Regions from separate parts of the Bos taurus genome. Here region 1 is linked to region 2. The links are chromatin contacts, called in public Hi-C maps. All regions are on one chromosome and are shown on one strand. The core of a region is the stretch at or near the end of the contact, and the rest is flanking DNA. Distances in the headings are between cores, read along the strand shown. Region 1 overlaps NCEH1 (neutral cholesterol ester hydrolase 1). Region 2 holds the start of NCEH1 (neutral cholesterol ester hydrolase 1).

Evidence for each region. Hi-C and Micro-C count contacts between places; a contact is called where the count stands out from the background.
Region 1: a Hi-C map of an unstated tissue shows a contact between it and region 2, with 2.6 times the contacts expected there. The contact joins the enhancer-like site here to the promoter of NCEH1 in region 2. A contact is called at or near these places in 2 of 11 Hi-C or Micro-C datasets (skin fibroblasts and an unstated tissue).

What each region holds. Positions count from the first base shown.
Region 1 is chr1:94,870,143-94,875,330 of ARS-UCD2.0, reverse strand. The region is part of intron 3 of NCEH1 (neutral cholesterol ester hydrolase 1); the gene reads right to left. Among named protein-coding and RNA genes, the nearest start is that of NCEH1, 54 kb to the right of the region's middle. Within about 2 kb of position 3,725, at least 11 of the 102 cell types and tissues checked have an H3K27ac peak or open chromatin away from gene starts, as enhancers often do.
Region 2 is chr1:94,816,702-94,821,930 of ARS-UCD2.0, reverse strand. It overlaps NCEH1 (neutral cholesterol ester hydrolase 1), which reads right to left and starts at 3,024. Exons shown (of 5, transcript NM_001123034.1): 1 at 2,807-3,024. The coding sequence starts at 2,944.

The DNA of each region.
Region 1 (5,188 bases), core at 2,476-4,975, 53 kb before region 2:
GACATTCTGGGAATTCCCTGGTAGTCTGCTGGTTAGGATGTCATGCTTCCATTTCAGGGAGCACAGGTTCAATCCTTGGTCAGGGAACTAAAATGCCAAAAGCTACACAGTGCAGCCACCAAAAAAATCTTGACATTCTGTGCAGACACAGATCAACAACACAGACACAATCAGATAAACAAATATTTGTGAAATACTTGATAAATAGTGAATGTATGTTTTGGTCTTTCAGGAATTATGACATTTTAAAACATAAAATGCAATAAGAAATCCCCTTAGTGGTTGCCCTGTAACAGATAAAATAAGTTTTCTAATTTCTTTTCTACTTTTCCATCTGTGATGATCAAGTAATCATCTGAAATTATTTTTCTCCAGGTGATTTTCACAGTGCCTTAGTGAAGCTCCCACATCTTTGGTTCATTTATTAATAACGGGTGATAGAAGTAGGAGTACACCACTTTGTCCAATAGGTGGAGTCATCTCATATGAGTCTATTTACCATCAGTTCTGGGATGAGGTTTCAGTTTTTTAATTTCATTATTACCAAATGGAATTCTTAATTCTTTCAATGAAATAAGAATAAATGCACTTTATGACTCAAGGTGTGAAAATAAAGGCTGTTTTGTCTCAGAAAGATGCCAGACAGCATGAGAGGCTGTCTTCCTGGTGGCCCAGGGGGTGAGAACATATTTTGTTATGTTCTGAACATACATGTGAATCAAATGTTCAGATGTTGTTTCACAAAAGATCTTAGTGACTTTTGAACCAAGAGGAACTTATAATCTAAAAAACATTCTATTGCCTCAAATCTTATGAGTTGATTAATGGCTCTAAGTTGCTTCAGTCACGTCCAACTCTTTGTGACTTCACAGACTGTACCCTGCCAGGCTCCTCTGTACATAGGATTCTCTAGGCAATACTTGAGGGGGTTGCCATTTCCTCCTCCAGAGTTGATTAATAACTGGCTCAAGCAACAGAGTAAACAACCTAGTCCTCTTGGTTTCCTTGGTCAGTCTCCTAAACTGCTCCTCCCCTTATCTTTGTTCATTCTGGAAACATTCTCTAGTTTTAGACACCAAGAAAGGATACTATTTTCACAGACTGAAGAATGCAGTGAAACTAGATATTTCTGAGGTCACCTAGTGTAAGATGAGCCTTCAAAGTAGCTCAGAATTGACCTGAGAAGCATCACAATAGTTCTGTAATAGCATTACAGACACAGAAAACTGAGAGTCAGGAGGAAATTTATGAGCGGTATACTCAAAGAAAGCATGCATAGATACATGTATCTGCTGCTTTTGCTCAAGGCTGTGTCCCTGCAAAGTACTCAAAGAGGATTCCGCCTTTTCCCTCCCCAGTTGTATTGAGTTAAAGCACCTGATGAATTTGTGGCAAATACAGTCTCAATTTGCCTAACTCAGTGAAGGATAGATGACTCTGCAGTGTTTAGCTTCTGTCTACCTATTACACCACGTGCCTCCTACCAGAAGAACAAAATTTGGTGTAAACTTGAGAATGAGGTTTACTCAGTTTAATGAATATGTACACTCTATAAAAATTAACTTTTTCCTGCTCACCAGGTGCTCTACAGAGGTTTCACTCAAATCTCAGAGCGAATCTGTGGGTTTAAGGGTGTGAACATGCAGCTCAAAGGGGATGCATAACCAGCCTACAACAGCTAGTAAGTGGCAAAGCTACAATCCAAATTTATACCCCACATGCCTCATCCTTTTAAAATATTCTCATTCTTCAAAACCCGCAGACTTCAAATGTACCTGTGTGTTCTTATTACCTCGTCAAAGCAGTAAATTCTCAAAACTGTAGATTTCTCACATCCCAGAACTTCTCTCATGATTTCAATGTTTTTGTGATATTCTCAAAACAAATCACCTGAGACAGCGTCTGGCCCATGGTACATCTTTAATTATCCATACATGATAAATCTTTAAATAAATTTAATAATTTAATAATGATATTTTTATTCATCCCAAACAAAATTTTAATTTTTATCCCTTTTATGTGTAAAATCTGTCATTATAGCAGCAGTGTTATAGTAGGGGAAATATTAAGCCATATACCTTTAAAGACATTAAAAAAAGAAATTGTTCCTTAATCACCTACTCTTCAGGCACGTCTCCAAAGGCTGTCTGTAGGCCCTGCATAGCTCAGAGTTTCTCAGCTCTGTATGCACTTTAGGATAATCTTGGGAGATTTATAAAAAACAAAACATTGAGGTTTGAGCTCCTCTACAAAACATTCCATTTGATCTGAGGTGGGGCCCAACATATCTGTATTTGAAGAAAAAGTCCTCCAAGTGATGCCAGGGTTCTGAAATATCACTGAATCCAGCCGTACCATCAGTATCCTCTGAACACATCTTCCTGTTCCTGTTCCCAAAGCATTGATCCCTCTCTCCATCCCATGTGCCCTTCACCCAGCAATTCCATATCAAATGTTCCCATTCTTTAAATCTCATCTCAAATGCAGCTTCCTCCATGAAAACTTCTAAGAGCCCGGCCAAATGCAGCTCTCCTTTTTTGGAGCCCTCAAAGTCTCTCTTACAATAAGTCATAACAGACATGCCAGCTTCTAGGAATAGACAGAAAGTCATAATTATGTACTAAAGTGGTCCAGGTATAAGCAGTGCCATTTCCACAATCTATTAATTCATTACCTACTTTATCAGTGAGCAGAGAGATGGAGCAATGCTCAGAAAGACTGACAAACTCCTTAAGTCAAAGGTAGATACATGAGTCCAGAGTTGAGGGGGACTCTGGAAGTGGAATCCCTGAGTGACACTAGTGTTCTGAGAGTGTTATAAAGTGCATTATTCCTCAAAATAACCTGGCCTGGAAACACCAGGACAGCCTTCTGCAGTGGGCAAGGACACTGAGTTCTATTCATGCAGTGCCAGGCGGGTGAAAGGTACACATGATATTCTGGAACAAAATTCTACTCCTGTTTGATTCAAGAGGAAGACAAAATCACATTCCTTTTTTGCCTTCTGCCCCCACCTTTTTTTCCCCCTTTTTACTGTCTCCCAAGAAGAGCTCAAGAGATTCATCTTGAGAACTTGAAAAATGTTAATATTTTGCTCAGTTTTAAAGAACCTGTATGTTTAGCAGGGGTTATCTGAAACAAATCAACGATTACACTCTTACTGTGCTGTTTGAGGGAGACAACTCCAGAGGAAGAATCTGTTTATTCTTCTAGTAAGTAAAGCTTCCTTTCCTTTAGAAGAATATATAATAAAATTTAAAATAAAATTATGAAACACTGTGAATAGGTAATTGTTTCTCTTTTCATTTGTGCAATAATGTTTGTGCATAAAGGTTGAGGAAGCATTTTCCTTTCTGTTTCTTCTCTCAAAATTGCCTCCAGAGACAGCTTTGACTATCAGTCATTCAGCAAGGGAGAGCTGAGCTTAACAAAAACTTGGTTGATTGGACAATAAGTACATTCAAAAGAACTGACAGATGTCAGGATGTATCACCAAAATCCTAGGAGTGACTGATCCTAGAATTATGATACATTCAAACAATGTGATTCCCTAATGCTGTTTACAAGTTAAGGCTTCTCTATGGACACAGCTGGGAGATTCCCAGCCTCCCTTCCCCCATTCAGATACAAACCTTGCCTTTAACCTCAAGGGGCACTGAAGAGCCAAGCAGTCCCTCAGGGGGCCACTGGAGCCCAAGTAGGCTTGGTACAAAGTCCCTCTGACCTACTTTCTCTGTGATTTCAGAAGTTAAACTGAGCTCTGGGCTCAGGTGTGGGTGGAACTAAGCTTCCCTACCTTACTGCTTGTTTACAGCACAGGCTTTCTGTACAGCTTCACCCTCCTCCCTACAAATTCTAAAAGGCCTAAACCACAAGAGAGAAACCAGTGGATTTTTTTTTTTTTTAAGTCAAAAACAGAGTCAAGAAGACTTTACCTTAATATGTCTAAAAAGGAGACATTCATTAGTTAATGATTGTTAAGGATCTAAAACAACCTACTTTTTAAAAAGAAACCACAATATCTTTCTGTAGCATTAAACTGTTTGTAACACTGGCCTTTAGGTTTGCTAATACAGTGGCCTGGACTGGGTAAAAAGAAAGTTTGGGACAAATCTTCCCTTTCTTAGAGGGAACCCTCAAGAATTCAGTCTGCCCACCTTCCGGGGCTGCCTGAGTCAGGGTGATACGTGAGGATTTCTCCACTCAGGACAGGGAGGAAGAGCAGGAAAAGGAGCAGAGGGCAAGTCACAGTGAGGTGACTGTCACATCGTGTCTTTCACAGTATCTTGTTTGAACAACTATCAACATGTATGTCTCATTGTGCCTCCGAGAGGCTTTGTGATTTTGTCAGCTTGCACTCATCTAATCTTATGGATGAGGAAAACAGAGTCATAAAAGTCCCATTGCTTATAACTCTGTTAGCAGCAGACCAAGATACACATTCCAGCTTCCTTTCTGTCTACTGAGCAACGTTCCTCTTTACAGCTCTGTCAAGTTTTAAGTTCTCTGTGCATAGTGCTACCTGATATTTGGTGGATGGGAAAAGGTCTCCATCAACACAAAATAGAAAGTTTGAGTGTAGCAAAGACTTAAGCAAAACACAACTTGAAACCATTTTTCACAACCAAAAAAGCTAGAATTTAATAATATCCAGCATAATAATACTTTGTTATTACCTTACATTTTATCTTTTTGTAGTTGAAGTACAATGACCACACAATATTATATTGTATGTACAACATACTGATTTGACATTTATATATATTATGACATGATGACTACAATAAGTCTAGTTACCATTTGTCACCATACATAGTTAATACAATATTGCTGACTATATTCCCCATGCTGTACATTAGCATCTTATCTTTCAAAAAAATTAAATATTCCTTCTCCCTGATGTTTTATGGTTTTAGTATTGTGTTTCATTATATAAACTGTAGTTAAACTACACTGAAGTTTATGAAAATAAGCTTATAAACATAAACTTCCCTCCCAGATTATGTAAATGAGGATACATCCATGTATTTTTGATATTATAAGGTGAACTCTTTCATTTACTTCACAAATACTTAATGTGCTGCTGCTGCTAAGTCGCGTCAGTCGTGTCCGACTCGGTGTGACCCCATGGACGGCAGCCCACCAGGCTCCCCTGTCCCTGGGATTCTCCAGGCAAGAATACTGGAGA
Region 2 (5,229 bases), core at 1,775-4,274:
GACCCCAAGGAAGAAAAGCACAATGAACATAATCTCAATACTCTGACTCATCTGCAGAAGATAAAGGAGATGAGAAGGGACAGGGAGTGGTGAAGCATTTGCCAATGACAACAGAATAAAAGTAGCATTCACTTTTTTTTTTTTTTTTTGGCCACACCACATGGCATCTTAGTTCCCCAACCAGGGATCAAACCCATGCCCCCTTCAGTGAAAGGCACAGAGTCTTACCACTGGACCGCTAGGGAAGTCCCAAGCCTTCACATTTCTTGATATTAGGCAGGTGCCTGCTGTATTAAGTTGACCAAGCCTTACCTCTGAAGTAGCTTTTGTAATGGAGCCAATCAATTCAAAGTAAAATGATGTGGGCAAAAAACTTTATGCCAGGCAATTTAGTGGTAGCATTCCAGGTTTCAATGAGGTAGTCTACTTCCAGTTTACGTTTATTTTATTGTTTCAACAAAGTTGAGCAGTACTATAGATTTTCCCCACAACCCACAGTGGCCCTTTGGGACAATATGTAGAAGAATATTGGAGTGGGTTGCCATTCCCTTCTCCAGGAGATCTTCCCAACCCAGGGATTGAACCCAGGTCTCCCGCATTGTAGGCAGACGCTTTTACCGTCTGAGCCACCAGGGAAGTCCACTTAGAAGAATAACTACAACCAATTCCAGCCATTAAAATACATTACAGCACTCTTACAAAGCATCAAAAGCTATCAGCCCTACTATACAAGGAAAGCTGAGGGTCAGAGAAGGTTAGTTAATGGGCTGGCCTCTCAGCCAGCAAGTGGCCTGGCTGAGGAGGGATTCAGGGAGGCATGACAGTCATGCTCTGTTTACCACCAAGTGTCAAGCACATTGCCTTTTCCCCAGGACAATTTGAAGTGACACTGGTAAATTGCTTTCCAGGGTGGAATATGCTTTCTTGTGGGCTGAATGATCTTTCTGATGTTTTACAGTTCTGAAGACAAATGATAAGAACCACTTGTGTGCTAACTCAACCCCAGCCACAGTGTCCAGTGAGGATACTCTGCTACCTTATCTGTCTCTGTGACCTGGCACTATTACATTATCATTCCCAAACACCAGCTAAGGGCACACGCTGCAGATGACTGTAAGGTCCAAAGGTCTTACTGGACTGGTTGCTTTGTTGGGGAAGAAAGACATTTGTTCAATCATGGCTTTTTTCAAATTACTTATGATAGGGAAGATTTCCTTGGATCAGAAAGGAAAGAATAATCTCTGTGGCCAACACAGTAGTTTGACTTATTTTTTCTTTCTTTTTGTTTTTCTTATCATTAGGCATTATTCTTTTTACTGTAGAAGGCCATTTAAGCCACCCAGGTAAATATCATTGTATCCCAGAATCTTTAAAGGGTGCTACTCCCCAGCTACAAAATTTCTGGAGGAAGAGAGTGATTGCAGAGCATCCTGCACAAGACTGCCTTTCTTGGAGCCAATGCTAGAGAAGGGGATTGTCATTCTTTCGTCTTGTCAACATTGTAGTAAGCAGGAGGGAAGGAAGAGGCTCTATTGCCTCATAGACCCTTCCTAAGAGAAAATGCGAGACTTGACGGTGGAAATGTGGCTGGATTCAAGAAAAGCAAAATCTTCCTAGAAATGTGCTATAATACCCTAGTTAAGGGATTTGTGATAGGACAACGCCTCAGAGACTAGGTAATCCTACACACAGTTGGAATGCACAGGGAAAAGGAATATCAATCCTCTAGGAAAATCCTGTTTGTTTCTTTTTCTTCCTCTCTCTCTCCCTAGTTGTCATTCTTTAAAGGAATTTACAAAAATAACCTGAGGTTAAAGCCCAAGGTTGGAGGAGGGGAGGAATCTCGGTCTGGGGGGAGGGTCAGGAGTTTAGATAGAGCAGGATGCTCAGAAAACCCTGTTCAGTCATAGGGCTCAGACTTGATAGCTGATTGTAGTTTACATTTTAGATTGTCTGGCACTAAAAATAATGCCTCTGACATAGAATAAACCAGAAAGTTACATTTTTCTGTCTACGGGGTTAAAAAATATATACACTCACTGTACAGGAAAGAACTGTCACCCTGCCAGGCTAAGCCTGGATATCCTGACTCAGGCAAAGGTTAGCTCTTCTACAGTTAAGGACATACATGAAACGCTGCAGGGCAGGCGCAAAACAAGAGCATCATGCAAACCTGCTGTCACTACCTCCACAGCCTCTCCCGCAGCCAGCCAGGCCTCTCCGCCTCCTTTGTTGGGCTGAGCTGAGGAGTGCCGGCCATGACGTGCAGATCTGTGCCGTCCCCTAAGTACTGTGGGAGCCCAGGCTGCTGCCCGTGGCAATGGAGGGCTCCACTGTCGGACACAGTGCGAGATCACCGTGCCAAGTCTGCTCTTAAGGTGGCTGCATTCCCAGGAACCAGAGCCTTCCTACAACACTTAACTCGCTCTCTGCCGCCCTCTATAAGAGAACAAAATGGGGGAGGGGTGGGTTATAAAAAACGCTGGAAGCTTGATTTTTGACGTTGCAAACCAAGATAGAAGGTGGCATTTAGGAAAGACGAAGGATTTAAACAGTCGTCAAATTCTGCTCAAGAACTTCCTTCTCCGGAATCAACACAGACGAAGACCTATACACAGACCTAACCCGCTGCTAGACAAGAAGCGAATGCGACATCCTGAAAATGTCAGCCTGAACCACTAAAAAGCAATAGCCTTATTGCGCCACAAAAATATCCATCTCATGGGACAAAGGCCGGAAATTCTCTTTCCCCCTAAAATATTGCTTAAGAGAAGGGACAGAGAATCAGCCCCGGGCTGCGTCTCACCACTTGCTGTGCGCTCCGGAAAGTGGCGTCCAGCAGCATCAGCTTCCAGGGATCGGAGACGGAGCTGGGCAGAGGGATGTAGATGTAATAGGCAGCCAGCGCCAATAGGGCGGTAAGCAGGACACAGGACGACCTCATCCTCCTCCGGCTCGGCGGGCCTGCCGGACGGACGAGGAGGAAAGGGCAATACCACCCAAAGACCTCAAGCAAGTTTCTGCGAGGGCCAGCCGCTCATTCACCCGTTTCTTGTATGCCCAGAGCCAATCAGAGGCGGCGTCAGGAGGAAGTCGGAGGGCTGACTTGCCCCCTCCACTGTGTCCTTGCAAAGTGTTGCAGACACTCCAGGTTTGAGAAAGCTGTGGGGCTGTGCTGGGCGAAGAACAGCGGACTCCGGAGGACACAGGTGTGTATTGCACACCAGTGACCACGGGCTTCCCTTCTGCAGGTTTCCAAACGGAAACAGTCCGGAATAGTTTAAGTGCATTAAGTTTCTGTCTGTCTAAAGCACATTTGACTCAAAATGGAGTCAGATGTGAGAAAGATAATAAAATGATAACAATTAAAATCCACTGACTTCTACAGCCAGATTTGCAATGGAATGTAAAGCCTATCTGATATGTGGTGAGAGAAGATAAGAAATTCTTATAGCTCAAGCGAATGATAAGCCAGTAGTATAATACATCAAGCACATAAATCTTGGTTTCCAGATCTCATTCTCCAATAAAAAGAACCATGACTCTGCCATGGCTCCTTGGAGAAAAGACGGATTGTAGGGCTGAGGCAGGTAAAGAACAGGATGAACCTGATCTAGAAGATGAGGAAGTGCTAAAAAATAATGAGAACTTGGTCAAAAGGACACAGTTGGCAGCTTTAAGGGTCTTCCAATGTCAAAAACTGGGATAATTTTAGCATCAAAATAATACTAATGGATTATAAACCATTAAATAAAATGAATATCTAGGAGTCTATACTAATAGAAATAAATGGGAAACACTATGTCAAAAAAATTCTTTCAGTGGGTCAGTGGTAAAAGAAAAAGTATTTGAATCCAGATTTCCTATTAAAGATAGGGGGAGGGGAGTGGATATAAAATAAGACAGAGACAGAGAGAGAACTTCAGCAGATACAACCAAAGATCCGGAAGGAAAAATTTGGAAGAACTGTTTTAAGGAGGTGGATAGAGAATAGCTCCAAAGCTATTGATCAAGGCCTTAAAACATCTGGTACATATAATTTTGCAACTTAATATAGTAATTTAAATTTAACCTAACCCAAAGTAATAAAATAATCATAAATTGGGGGCTGAAAACGAGATTATTGGGAGAAAGTTGGCTTCTTATTCAAAGTTTGGAAGTACTTTCAAAGTACTTATGCGAAGGGTACACTTCAATGATGTTTCAAGCATTCAAGTTTGAGATCATCATTTTATATCTTTTTGTAGTTACTCATTAAACATATAACTCTGAACAGAGATATATTAATTTGTGGGTGTGTGTATGTACATAAAGTTAGAAGCTAGTCTCTGTGGGTGATTACAGATAATCCCAGAGCTATCAATCGAGTTGACAACTGCATTGATTAACATTTTAATTAATGTTAACATTAATGATGACATTAATGTGCTTTCAGGTAATCAAGGCTATGGTTTTTCCTGTGGTCATGTATGGATGTGAGAGTTGGACTGTGAAGAAAGCTGAGCGCCGAAGAATTGATGCTTTTGAACTGTGGTGTTGGAGAAGACTCTTGAGAGTCCCTTGGACTGCAAGGAGATCCAACCAGTCCATTCTGAAGGAGATCAGCCCTAGGTGTTCTTTGGAAGGAATGATGGTAAAGCTGAAACTCCAGTACTTTGGCCACCTCATGCGAAGAGTTGACTCATTGGAAAAGACTCTGATGCTGGGAGGGATTGTGGGCAGGAGGAGAAGGGGACGACAGAGGATGAGATGGCTGGATGGCATCACTGACTTGATGGACGTGAGTCTGAGTGAACTCCGGGAGATGGTGTTGGACAGGGAGGCCTGGCATGCTGTGATTCATGGGGTTGCAAAGATTCGGACACGATTGAGCGACTGAACTGAATTGAATCTGTAAAATAATTCAGAGTTTTACCTTATAGACTTTAATATTTTTCTTCTGAATTTTGATTGTATTCATAAAATCATAGATCTTAGAGCTGATGACTAAACAAATAACAAACCACCCACACCTGACCCATCCTTCTATCTTCAGCCAGTAGTAATAAGCTTGATATATAGATGAGCCTTCTGAGACCCAGAGCAGCCTCAAGAAGCCTCTTCTAGTTTGTAATATTTATTTTTTCTGGACTTCCCTAGTGGTTCAGTGGTTAAGAATCCTCCTGCCAGGATTCTTGTGCAGGGGACATGGGTTTGACCCTGGCTCAGAAAGAGTCCACATACTGAAGG